Linked DNA regions of Macaca mulatta: region 1 is linked to region 2. Evidence: chromatin contacts called from public Hi-C data. All regions are on one chromosome and are shown on one strand. The core of a region is the stretch at or near the end of the contact, and the rest is flanking DNA. Distances in the headings are between cores, read along the strand shown.

Region 1 (5,834 bases), core at 1,568-4,067, 410 kb after region 2:
GCTCCCCCATGTCCACCCCCAAGACATCCTGTTCAGACTCTTATGGTAAGCTTACAATGCCTCCCCCAAAGATGTCCATGCCCTAGCCCCCAGAACCTGTGGATAGGATACCTTACTTACCATCCATGTTACCCTATGGTAAGAGGGTCTTTGCAGATCTGATTAAGTTAAGGAGGTTGAGATGGAAAGATCATTCTCAATTATTTGGGCAGACCCAATGTAATCACAAGCGTCCTTATAAGAAAGAGGCAGAAGCCAGATGCGGTAGCTCACGCCTGTAATCCCAGTACTTTGGGAGGCTGAGGCGGGCGGATTACTTGAGGTCAGGAGTTCGAGACCAGCCTGGCTAACATGGTGAAATCCCCATCTCTATTAAATACAAAAATTAGCCGGGTGTGGTGGCGTATGCCTGTAATCCCAGCTGCTCGGGAGGCTGAGACAGGGAGAATTGTTTGAACCCGGGAGGCAGAGGTTGCAGTGAGCGGAGATTGTGCCACTGCACTCCCGCCTGAGTGACAGAGCAAGACTCCATATCAAAAACAAAACGAAACAAAAAACAAAAAGAAAAAGAAAAGAAAAAGAGGCAGGAAGTGAGCAAAGGGATCGTAGAAACAGAGATTTGAGTGATGAAGTCATGAGCCAAGAAATGCCAGCAACATTTAGAAGCTGGATGAGGCATGGAACAGACACTCTCCTCCAGCCTCCGAAAAGGGACCAGCCCTAAGGATACCTTTACTTGGGCCCAGTAACACTGATTTGGGACTTCCCACCTCCAGAGTCATCAGATAACAAATTTGAGTCATTTTAAGCCACTGAGCTTGTGTTAATTTGTGACAGCAGCAACACGAAACTCCTACACTTTTATTCTAGCATTAGTCACACTGTGCTTTTCTCACTCCACTGAGAACTCCTCAGCCTGGGGCGCTTTTGTTTCCTGATGGTTTAACACAAAGCCTGGTGCTTCACAAGGGCTCACAAACACTGCTGAATGAATCAACAAGTGAACTCACCTGCTTCATCGCCCGCATGTCTCCCTCAGCCCAAACACACACACTCTCATACCCACTCCACTCGCCTGCCCATCCACCACCACCCACATCTCCCAGGAGGACATTTCTATTTTTACCACAGCAGCTCACCTTGGGCTGGCCAGCAAATAGGTGTTTCCCTAGAACATACTTATTTTAAGTGAGGAGAGGGATTTCTTTCAAGGTAGTAGTTGGACAAATCTGCCGGGAGGAAAAGACTAACATTTTGATATGGTGGATTTGAAACCCAAGAATTGGCATCGTAGCACAGAAACGTAAAAATCTTTCCTAATGAGCCATTGATGTTCACAAGATACAACCCTGACTCTTCACAATCCCCATTCCTCCCAACCCCATCTCAACCCCAAGGTGGTCACTGGAAGGATGGGGAAATCTGTATTTAATGACACTGAAAGATGTCCACTTTATAGCATTAAGGGAGAAAAGCAGATTCCAGAACAGTGTGAATAGCGTGATCCCATTTTGTTAAAAAATCAAATCTACAGACAATGTGTATGTATATACATACATATACATACACAGACGTACACAGGTGTACGTAAGTTCATGTAGGCATAAAGCAGAGGCTGGAAGATTGGTGAAGATGTTAACAATGGTTTTATGGGAGTTATGGACAGTTGCTTTTTTATCTGTATTTTTAAAAATTGTTTTACAAAGAACAAGACTACTAACATAATGGGAAATAAAGTTCAAGTAATTTCAACATTTAAAAAGTGGAGCGTTTTGCGCGGCAGGGCTGTTTTTCGTGTCCATTCCCGGACAGCCCCAGCTCGATCCCCCGCCCCTCCCCAAGTAGGAAGCTGGGGTCTGGGCTCCCCAGAGCAATGGCGGAAGCTTCGCGCAGCTGCGGGCGGGGAGAGGGACGCGGCCGGGTCGGGGGGCCGGGAGGGGTGCTGGGAATCGGAAAACACAGATATGACCGCGAAGGCGGCTTCTGCCGAATAACCAGATGATGACCCGCTGTGGGCCCAAGGTGGGGTGCAGGGAGACCCGTTCCTGCCCGCGGTCCCTCTCCCTCCCTCACTGCCACACCGGACCCGCCGAGTCCTCCCCGGTCTCCCGGGCGAGGGCAGGTGTCGCCCGAGACCCCGGCCGCAGTCAGATGCCCACGGTCACCCAGGCCTTCCTCGGCCCCATTCGCTGCACACCCCTTTCCTGCGGTGGCGTTTTTGTTTTAACTCTTCTGAACTGGTTACAAAACCACACTCCCACGAATACATAAATAATGGATGGGGGGCGATGTTTTAAAGAAATTCCCGCAAGGCCTGGCAAGGCAACAGCAACTGCATTTCTGCTGCATCATTTTTAACTGTTTGCAGGCTACTGCGGGAGACGCGGGTTGGCGGAGAGACTCCGGCTCCACAGCCCTTCTCCGCCCGGGGCCTGGTGAGACTCGCGTGGGGATTAAGAGGCGAGGAGAGGGTGTCAGCGATCGGGCGCCAGCAAGATGGGGGAGGGGGTTATAAGCGTAAGGCCGCAGCGTGCCCACAAGCCGGGTACCCATCGGGTCCGCCGGCAGCTGCTCCCTCCGCCGGCGCGGCTCCTTTAAGAGCCAGCGCGCGCCCCCGCCCCGCTAGCGCCGACTTTCCCTAGCAACCGCCCCGGGAGAGGGGGAGGTCCTGGCAACCGCGCGCCTGCCGCGAGGATCACGTGACGGCCCGCAGCTGGAACGCGAGCGCGCGCCCCGCCGCGCTCCCGCCCGCCGGGGCCTGGGCGCTGCGGCGCGTGCGCGAGCGGTGCCGCACCGGCCGCGGGCGCAGGGAGTATTATGGGCTGTGGGTGCCGCTGAGCAAGATGGAGCTGTCTGCAGTGGGCGAGCGGGTCTTCGCGGCCGAATCCATCATCAAACGGCGGATCCGAAAGGTGAGCCGCCGCCCGGGGCGGGCCGCCGCTGTCCGCAGCCGGAGCCGGGGCCGGGAGCCCTCGGGGCGAAGCGGTCCCGCTAGCCCGGCTCCCTCGCCCAGCCCCGCGCCGCCGCCTCCTCGCGTCCCCGCATCCTCCCCACCCCCACCCCCGTTTTTCTCCCCTCTGTTTTTCAGGGACGCATCGAGTACCTGGTGAAATGGAAGGGGTGGGCGATCAAGTGAGTGTCGCGGGGTCCGGGGGCGTCGCGGGGGGGGAGGCAGCGGGCACCGGGGCCTGGGGTGGGGGTGCGCGCGCTTGCTCTCGCCGCGTGCCTGTCCCTCTCTGGTCTTCATGTCTTCATCCTGATTTTGAGCGTTTGTGACTCTGCAGGTACAGCACTTGGGAGCCCGAGGAGAACATCCTGGACTCGCGGCTCATTGCAGCCTTCGAGCAAAAGTGAGTTGTTGGGGAAGCTGGCAGGGGCGGCGAGGCCGAGGCTCGGCTGGGGCGCCGCGCGGGGAAGCGGGAGAGCCGGGGAGGGCATCGCGGAGTGGGGCCCGGGAAGGGGCTCTTTTTAACCTCTGGTGTTTTTCGGCCGCAGGGAGAGGGAGCGTGAGCTGTATGGGCCCAAGAAGAGAGGACCCAAACCCAAAACTTTCCTTCTGAAGGTAACCTGGCCCAGCCCCAGCAGCATCCCCTTCTCGGGCCCCCAGCCCCGGCACAGCACGGGGCCTGGAAGGGAGGGACAGATACGCGGCTGCCCAAGCGGGCGGGCCTTTCCAGAGGGGCCCCAGCTGGGCAGGGGGTGGTTGTGAGCCCCCCCAGAAGCCCCTGATGGCAAGCCTCAGCCAGCTTCACCTTCAACAAGAGGGTCCTGGGACTGGGGATAATCTTCCCTGTTGAAACCAGAGTCTGAGGGTGCCTTTAGGGCTCCAGGAAAGGGGGTGGCTGAGGAAGGTGGGGGATGCCCATGGGAAGGGGGCATTTGTTTGAGCTGTTATGACTGTGCTGGGAGTTGGAACCCAGGGGGAGAGTGAGTGGGGTCCCACCTCCTGTCAGGGCACAAGGAGAGGATTGGGGGACCACCTGCCTCCCTGCCCCCAGCTTCCTCCGTTCCCTGTCTTTCAGGATTTGTTCTTCATGGCTCCCCTCCTTTCTTGGGGATCCAACTTGAATTTGACCTCAAAATCACTTCTCTTTGAATTTATCACCCAGGCTGGGCCACTAACTTTAGGGCTCTGAGCCTTAGTTTCCCCCCACTCCCGGCCATTTCTGGAGGATGAGGATGTGGGAGTGAGAGCATAGCATATTAGCCTCTGCTAGGGAGGGAAGAACTTCCAGAGGAAGCCATCTTGGAGGATTTGGGTTTTTATTTTATTTTGACAAGAAAAAACAGAGTCTGGGAAAGGAAGGGCAAGATGGCCCTAGGTGGCAGGCAAGGCTGCAGGTGGAACTCACTGGGCCACCTGTCTCGCTGTAGTGCTACACATGCCTCAGGGCCCCCTCCCACCCGACAGCTGGTGACTTTGTGGGAGGACTCTTTTTTGGAGAAGAGAAGCAGAAGTGAAAGAAATGTGGGTTTCCAGAATTTCATATTTTTATAAACCCCACCCTCAAGCGACGCACATCCATCCAGGGAGTAACCTTAACCCTGATGCTTCTCCTGGGGAGGGATGGGCGGAGCAGCTGGAAAGCTGATGGGCTGTGTGACAGTCTCTCAGTGCAGCTGGGGCACCCTCTAGCGGTGAAGCGAGTATGACCATGAACATTGATACACAAAACGCCTTTTTTCTTGATAGTTCTTTTGGTTCCTGAGCTGGCTGTGGGCCTAATACAGGGCTGAGCCCTCAACAGTCCAAGAAGTGGGGAGTATTATCCCCATTTCACAGATAAAAAATCAAGGCCTAGGAAGGGAAAGTGACTTACCCAAGGTCCAGCGTCCTGGCTTCATCCTGTCTCCTTTTCTTCATCTTGTGCCTTGAGGAGTCCATGTCAGGTTAAGGGGGAACGGCAGATACACACAGGAAACTATGGAGGCTGTAGAGTTGGCGTGGCAGGGGATAGAGATGCAGATAGGAGAACTTTTTTATCTGGACCCTAAGAAACAGGTAGCCTGAGAGAGATGTGGATATTTGTGAGGGGCTATGGAGATTAGCTTGGGCCGAATACATTGCTCTGGGACTCCATGGGAGGCAGTATGGCAGTCAGCAAATTACGCTCCGTGCTTTCTGCCAGGAACTACTGTGAAGCAAACAGGAGCCCACGAGATAGCTTCCATCCCCCGTTTTACGCATGGGGAAACGGGGTCAGAGGTGCCCAGTAACTTGCCCACAGACATGGGGAGAGGCCAAGGTACAGTTCATGCCATCTACACCATCTACAGTGTATGCCAAGCCCACAGAGCTATGCCTGTCACCTGGTCAGGGTGCAATAACCATGTTGGCTACAGTTATTTTTAATTCACCAGGCAGACCCAAGTCCCCGATTTCAAGGAGTTCTCCATGTGGGGAGGAAGAGGAGGGGTGAACCCTTTAAATAATAATAATATATAGAAAGTATAAAGTAAGAAATAACAATGTATGCCAAGCATACATTGGAACAAGATCACTGCTTATAAGTCCACCACCCATAGGTAGGTCTGTTCAGTTATTTGCTGCATGCCAGGCAGTGTGCTGAGCAGGTGCCATGTACTCTCTGATCATCACAGGAGCACCTGAAGTAGGCCCTGTGATGGTCGAGCAGATAAGGAAAGGAGACTCACTGAGCCAGGGTTTCTTTCTGGGCCTGCTGTTTGCCCACACTCTTTGCCCCTCCCCCAGGGACAGTCCATCACCACTGGACTCTTGGAAGCATAATTGCAGAAGTCAGGAAGCTCAGCAGCTTGCAGAAGGAGTAAACACTTAACTTTCTGCGAGTCAGAAGGTGTGGGGATGCACCTGC
Region 2 (6,278 bases), core at 1,642-4,141:
ACTGATGCTCTCTTCTCTCTTGACTGGAAAGGGAATTCCTGAGGGAGAATAGTTTGCCCAGGACCCTTAGTGGCATTGCTTCTTTTGGAACCTTCATTACAATTTTAAATTGTCTTATTTGGTCTGTGACGGCAGCCATCTTATTCTCCTCTATATTCCCGCAGCCTGGTGCAGGACCCAGCACAGAGCAGGCCTGCAGTAATAATTTCTTCTTGCTCAGGATTCCAAAGCCCCTTTTCCAGTGAGGTTATTGATCCCTGAGTCTGATGCCATGAAAACCCAACCTGGAGTCAGATAGACTTGAGCTCTGTCCTTCACTAATTATGTGACTTTGTCAAGTTATTAACCTCTTGGATGGAAGTTAATTTTCTACGTAAAAAGGGGGCATATAGGTAGGTTATAATCCTTTGCATCCTGAATTTTTTTTTTTTTGAGACTGAGTTTTGCTCTTGTCACCCAGGTTGGAGTGCAATGGCATGATCTTGGCTCACTGCAACCTCCACCTCCCAGGTTCAAGCAATTCTCCTGCCTCAGCCTCCCAAATAGCTGGGATTACAGGTGCCTGCCACCACCCCTGGCTAATTTTTGTATTTTTACTACAGACGGGGTTTCACCATGTTGGCCAGGCTGGTCTCAAACTCCTGACCTCAGATGATCCACCCACCTTGGCCTCCCAAAGTGCTGGGGATTTGGCATGAGCCACTACACCTGGCCTTATTTTTTTATTTTTTTATTTTTTGAGAATCCTGATTGGTCACCTAAGCTGGAGCACAGTGGTGCAATCTCGGCTCACTGCAACCTCTGCCTCCTGATTCAAGCAATTCTCCTGCCTCAGCCTCCGGGGTAGCTGGGACTACAGGCGTGCAGCCACAACCGGCTAATTTTTGTATTTTTAGTAGAGACGAGGTTTCACTGTGTTGGTCAGGCTGGTCTCAAACTCCTGACCTCAGGTGATCCACCCCTATCGGCCTTCTGAAGTGTTGGGATTACAGGCATAAGCCACCGTGCCCGGCCTGTATCCCGAAATTTTAAAACGCTTCTTAAATTATTTGGCAGCAAAAAGTAAACTGATGCATTTTTTGGGCAGCAAAGTCAGCCTTGAACTGATGTGAGTCTATTTATATTTATCCCACTCAATGTGAATATTCATGTTTCCTTACAGAATATTGTTTTTCTTTAAAGAGTACTGGATTACATAATATACAGTGGGTGCACCATAGTACCTTTCTAAAACTAAAAAAATGCTGAATTTTGAAACATATGTGGCCCCCAGGATTTCTAATAATGGATTGAAGATCTATCAGTTATGTCCTTTGGGGATGGTGTGAGGATTGAGATTTTTTTTTTTTTTGAGACGGAGTCTCGCTCTGTAGCCCAGGCTGGAATGCACTGGCAATCTCAGCTCACTGCAACCTCCGCCTCCTGGGTTCAAGCGATTCTCTCGCCTCAGCCTCCCAAGTAGCTGGGATTAAAGACGCACACCATCGTGCCGGGCTAATTTTTGTATTTTTGATAGAGACGGGGTTTCGCCAGGTTGGCCAGGCTGGTTTAGAACTCCTGACCTCAGGTGATCCGCCTGCCTCAGCCTCCCAAATTGTTGGGATTATGGCCGAGAGAATGTTTTTTAAACCACGGTGGGAGCGAAGGCCAGGCCCAGAATAAAAGATGACAGGGTGGGACGGAGGAAGCAGAAGGTGATATGAGAGCGTGTGCTAGGGTTCAGCCATGAGGCTGAAGTAGACGGTTAGGAGAGCGTCTTCCGTGGCCGCTGAAGTTGATGCTTAATTCCGAGGAAACGACGAGGGATCCTTGTAAAGTAACGAGATACTTGATTCTTAGATTTGTAGGGGGCCGGGCGCGGTGGCTCACGCCTGTAATCCCAGCACTTTGGGAGGCCGAGGCGGGCGGATCACGAGGTCAGGAGTTCAAGACCAGCCTGGCCAACATGGTGAAATCCCGTCTCTACTAAAAATACAAAAAAAAAAAAAAAAAAAAAAATTTAGCCGGACGCATTCCTGTAATCCCAGCTACTCGGGAGGCTGAGGCAAGAGAATTGCTTGAACCGTGACCCCGGAAGCGGAGGTTGCAGTGAGCCGAGATCGCGCCACTGTACTCCAGCCTGCGCGACAGAGCGAGACTCCGTCTCAAAAAAAAAAAAAAAAAAAAAAAAAAAAAAGATTCGTAAGGGAGGAGCCTGTAGGCAGGGAAACGGTCAGGACCCGAGTTACCCTGGAGCCCAAGCGGAGATCAGCGAAAGTCCTTGTTGATGCAGAGGTCTGGAAGGCGTGGGGCTCAGGGAGGCTGGGCAGCTGGACTCGGCATGACCCGAGGTCGTGAGGCCGTTCCGCAGGCTTGGGACGCTCCTGAGACTCTCAGAATCAAGTGCAGGCCACTGCATTAGCATGGGAGAAATGGTAGAGACAGGGCTTGAGGGAAGGATGCCCGAGATTAAAGGTATTAAAGGCAAGTTGGTGTCGCGGCAAAACCAGCGTCGGAGCCAGGAAACAAGGGTTTCAGTCTTTCCTCGCCAATTCCAGAGATAGCTGCATATCACAGGAAGAAAAGCGACGCAGCCATTTTTCTTCATTATTATCAAATTTGGCTGCTGCCGGACGCCGTAGAGTTGTGGCACACCAAACCCTCAGCCCGCTTCTCCGTGGCTTTTCATTAAGTTTGAACCCGACCCCTCGCCGTAGAGTGTCTAATTTCGGTCCCAGAAGCTGACGTCCACCTCGGAACGAAAGTTAGGCGCGGAAGAGCATGCGTAGAAATGGCGCTCGGTACGTGCCCCCCGACCCGACGTCTGCCGCGGGGGCGCGCTCGCACGCCGGAAGGGGCGGAGCCAGATCTGACTTTATATAGCGGACACCGACAACAAGTCGACCTCTACCGGCGGGATTTGATGGCGTGATGGTATGTACTGTAATGGCGTCCGATTCATTGTCACCGGCGTCGGCACGGCTGAATCCGCGACGCATCGCCGCCATCCCAGCTTGGCCGGCGCCGGGGCTTGCTCTAGGGGCACAGGCGACCCAGCGGGGGCCTCAGTCAGGCCTATTTTCTGGAAAGTCGAGAGGCTTGTGGAGAAGAGCGCTTGGAGGACTGGCTTTGGGCCTGCAGGTCGGCCAGAGACAGGCCGTAAGGGTGGGAGCAGGCTTGGAGGCCCGGCATTTTTAAAGCCATGAGTCATTGCTGAGTTTCGATCTCACCAACTCCATCATTAGTTGGGATTAGGGCCCATAAGCAGCTTGTCTGGATAGGAGGACCTTGGGTGGGGGTTCTCGGCACCGTTCTCATTGGGAGGTAAAGAAGCTTGCGGGAGGAGAATGTTGTGGAGTCCTCTTGAAATATCTGGGACCGCTTGTGCACTCCGAAGGCCTCTGGAGCTCCCAGAAGCCACAGATGATGAACTTATTGACGGGCGGACAGAAACTGTGTGCTGATTGTCATGTTCTGATTTGGCTCTGCCGAGTTCTCTGGCCTACGTGTATCGGTGTAGTTAGTGTCCGGGCGCTAGAGGCAGCCCATAGCGTAGTATTGGCTAGTTGCTACCCAGCATTTATTTGTCCCTGGAGTGCCTTTCTTTAGTGGTCAAAACCTTGCTAATTGGCACATAAAGCTGCCTGTTGAGCAGTTTTTAGTGTCACTAAGTGTATTTTTGTGTGGTGTTAGAGAAAAAAACGGATGGCTCGTTTTCTTACAGGTTGAGAGGATTTGAAATTAGATTCAGCTTAAATTTTGTTGAATACAAAAACATTCTTGACATGTGCGAGCCTGGAGGAGATAATTATCTTTTTACTCGGTTTGCTGGGTGTCTGGTGCTGACGGTGATTTTTTCCCCCCCCCAGTCTCACAGAAAGTTCTCGGCTCCCAGACATGGGTCGCTCGGCTTCCTGCCTCGGAAGCGCAGCAGCAGGCATCGCGGGAAGGTTAAGAGCTTCCCTAAAGATGATCCGTCTAAGCCGGTCCACCTCACAGCCTTCCTGGGATACAAGGCTGGCATGACCCACATCGTGCGGGAAGTCGACAGGCCAGGATCTAGTATGTACAGGCCTCCTGAAAGTTGGGGGATAGGAGTGGAGGGGGAGGGAAACTGGAGAGATGGAGTCAAGCTGTTAGCAGAGGGCAGACTTTTTTTTTTAAGCTGGAGTTACAGGTTGTCAGAACTTCTGTGACAGCGGACAACCTCAAGACTAATATTCCAAGGCTACAGATGGCCGGCACTGTTCGCTTTAGGTGCGGGAATATTCCAAGGCTACAGATGGCCGGCACTGTTTGCTTTAGGTGCGGAGTGGGGTATTGCTTTCAGAGCATAGTAAATTTGCCAGGAGCCTTAGCAAAGAGAAGTAACACTAGTATGGGGGGTTGGAGCTGCTGAGGCTGGAATAAGAAGTGCCTCATTCATGTTTTACTTGTTCACGTGCATTTCGCCTAAAAGCTTGAATAATGGCCACTTACCTGTGTGTTTTCTACTTAGAGATGTCTAACAGCACTGGTTGCTGAGCCATGGAGACATTAACGTTAGACAATTGATATTGACTCTAAACTGAGCTCAGAGCTATTTCTGTGTCCCAGTTATATTTAGGACACTTGAATTTTCCAGATAAATAGCAAATCTTGTCTGCCTCCAGAGGTTTCTGTAGAAGAGAATTGAAGCTGGACAGGTATTTGGTTATCTAGGGTCCTGATATTTTTTAAGTTAAAGAACATAAATGCACTTTGAATGAGAAGTAGGTAGTAAGGACAGCCCTGAGTGTCCAGACTGCAGGTGTGGGGCCCAGTTGCCCTTCCGGCCTAAATGGGCATTTTGCATTTTCCTAGAAAACATTACACCCCTTGCTTGGGCTCCTGCCAAGTCTGACTACTGCTTTCTTTGCAGAGGTGAACAAGAAGGAGGTGGTGGAGGCTGTAACCATTGTGGAGACGCCACCCATGGTGGTTGTGGGCATTGTGGGCTACGTGGAAACCCCTCGAGGCCTCCGGACCTTCAAGACTGTCTTCGCTGAGCACATCAGTGATGAATGCAAGAGGCGTTTCTATAAGAACTGGTGAGGGAGGAGGCCCTGCAGTCCCTAGCTTGGGAGCTGGAGAGCAGGGAGCAGTGTGTGCATGGTTTCTCAGCTCTGTAGCAGGCAGGGAGCTGCTGTCTCGGGTTTAGTTTGTCTCTTGAACAGAAAAATACCTGCGATCAGACTTTGGCCAGCCATCGGGCTTCAGCTGGGAGCTGACACCCTCATTCTGAGTCCAGGCTAGTGGGTGGTGGCTGAGGACCCAGTTGGTTGAGGAGTCCAACTAGAAACCATGAGAGGTAGCAGGATAATTCAACCCCTATAGGGGTGGCAAGGGCCTCTGGCCCTGGCTGGAGTGTCCCATTTCCTCCATCACTGAATGGGTGCTCCCCCAAGTCAGAAAGCTTGCTTTCTAGCACCCAGGAGCAAGAATTTTGTTTGAATGTTTGTAACTTAAATTAACCTTGTGGACCTCTGCTCAGCTCCGCTCGGCTCTGCCCGATGAGCTCCATCCAGGCTCCGCTTGCCGGTGGAAAAGGCTCCTTAGAAGCCGGCAATGAGCCCCATCCCCACGCGGTGCCAGTGTGTCTTCCGCTCACCCCTCGAGGGGTGATGAAGGCCTGCACCCGGCCCCCTCCCCAACTCTACTCTGCTCCTGAAGGCATAAATCTAAGAAGAAGGCCTTTACCAAGTACTGCAAGAAATGGCAGGATGAGGATGGCAAGAAGCAGCTGGAGAAGGACTTCAGCAGCATGAAGAAGTACTGCCAAGTCATCCGTGTCATTGCCCACACCCAGGTGAGTGCAGTTCCCCGGGGTGGCTTGGCCTGCCACTTAGTAAAAGTGACCTATGTGATCATAGGGGTCCTGTGCCCCCATGTGTGTGAGTAGGCTTCTCCCTTGCCAGCAGAGGGCACTGTGTCCTTACTGGCCCTTAGCAAGGGAACCACGCCCCTTTAAAATTCAACTGGCTGACCCAACTGGTGACTCACCAGTGACACTGAAATGCCTGCCTGAAAGTTGGTTGTGAGGTACTGGCTGCTTTCCTGGAAACCTAGTTTGTGAGCTGAGCAGGCCCTTTATTGACTTGGTTAGAGTGGGTGTCTCTTGCTGTCCTGTTATAGGTTATCCTTTCAAGTGCTGAGCACAACCCCATGTGGTGAGGGCCACCACAGATTAGAGTGCATGTCCACCATTGAAATTTTGTCAGGACATTGCTGGGCTGTTCCTGAGTGAACGCTTTATGCTTAAATGCTTTTTTTTTTTTTTT

Evidence for each region. A called contact is a pair of places that touch in the nucleus more often than the background predicts.
Region 1: a contact with region 2 is called in a Hi-C map of liver, with 4 times the contacts expected there. The contact joins the promoter of CBX6 here to the promoter of RPL3 in region 2. A contact is called at or near these places in 4 of 14 Hi-C or Micro-C datasets (cortical neurons, fetal cortex germinal zone, fetal cortical plate and 1 more).

What each region holds. Positions count from the first base shown.
Region 1 is chr10:12,648,673-12,654,506 of T2T-MMU8v2.0, forward strand. It overlaps CBX6 (chromobox 6), which reads left to right and starts at 2,818. Exons shown (of 5, transcript XM_015150377.3): 1 at 2,818-2,912; 2 at 3,089-3,132; 3 at 3,285-3,350; 4 at 3,496-3,562. The coding sequence starts at 2,844.
Region 2 is chr10:12,238,719-12,244,996 of T2T-MMU8v2.0, forward strand. RPL3 (ribosomal protein L3) reads left to right here and starts at 2,892. Exons shown (of 10, transcript NM_001193554.1): 1 at 2,892-2,913; 2 at 3,849-4,041; 3 at 4,880-5,048; 4 at 5,671-5,806. The coding sequence starts at 2,911. LOC114670668 (small nucleolar RNA SNORD43) reads left to right here and starts at 3,398; the gene lies at 3,398-3,461. LOC114670696 (small nucleolar RNA U82P) reads left to right here and starts at 5,616; the gene lies at 5,616-5,670.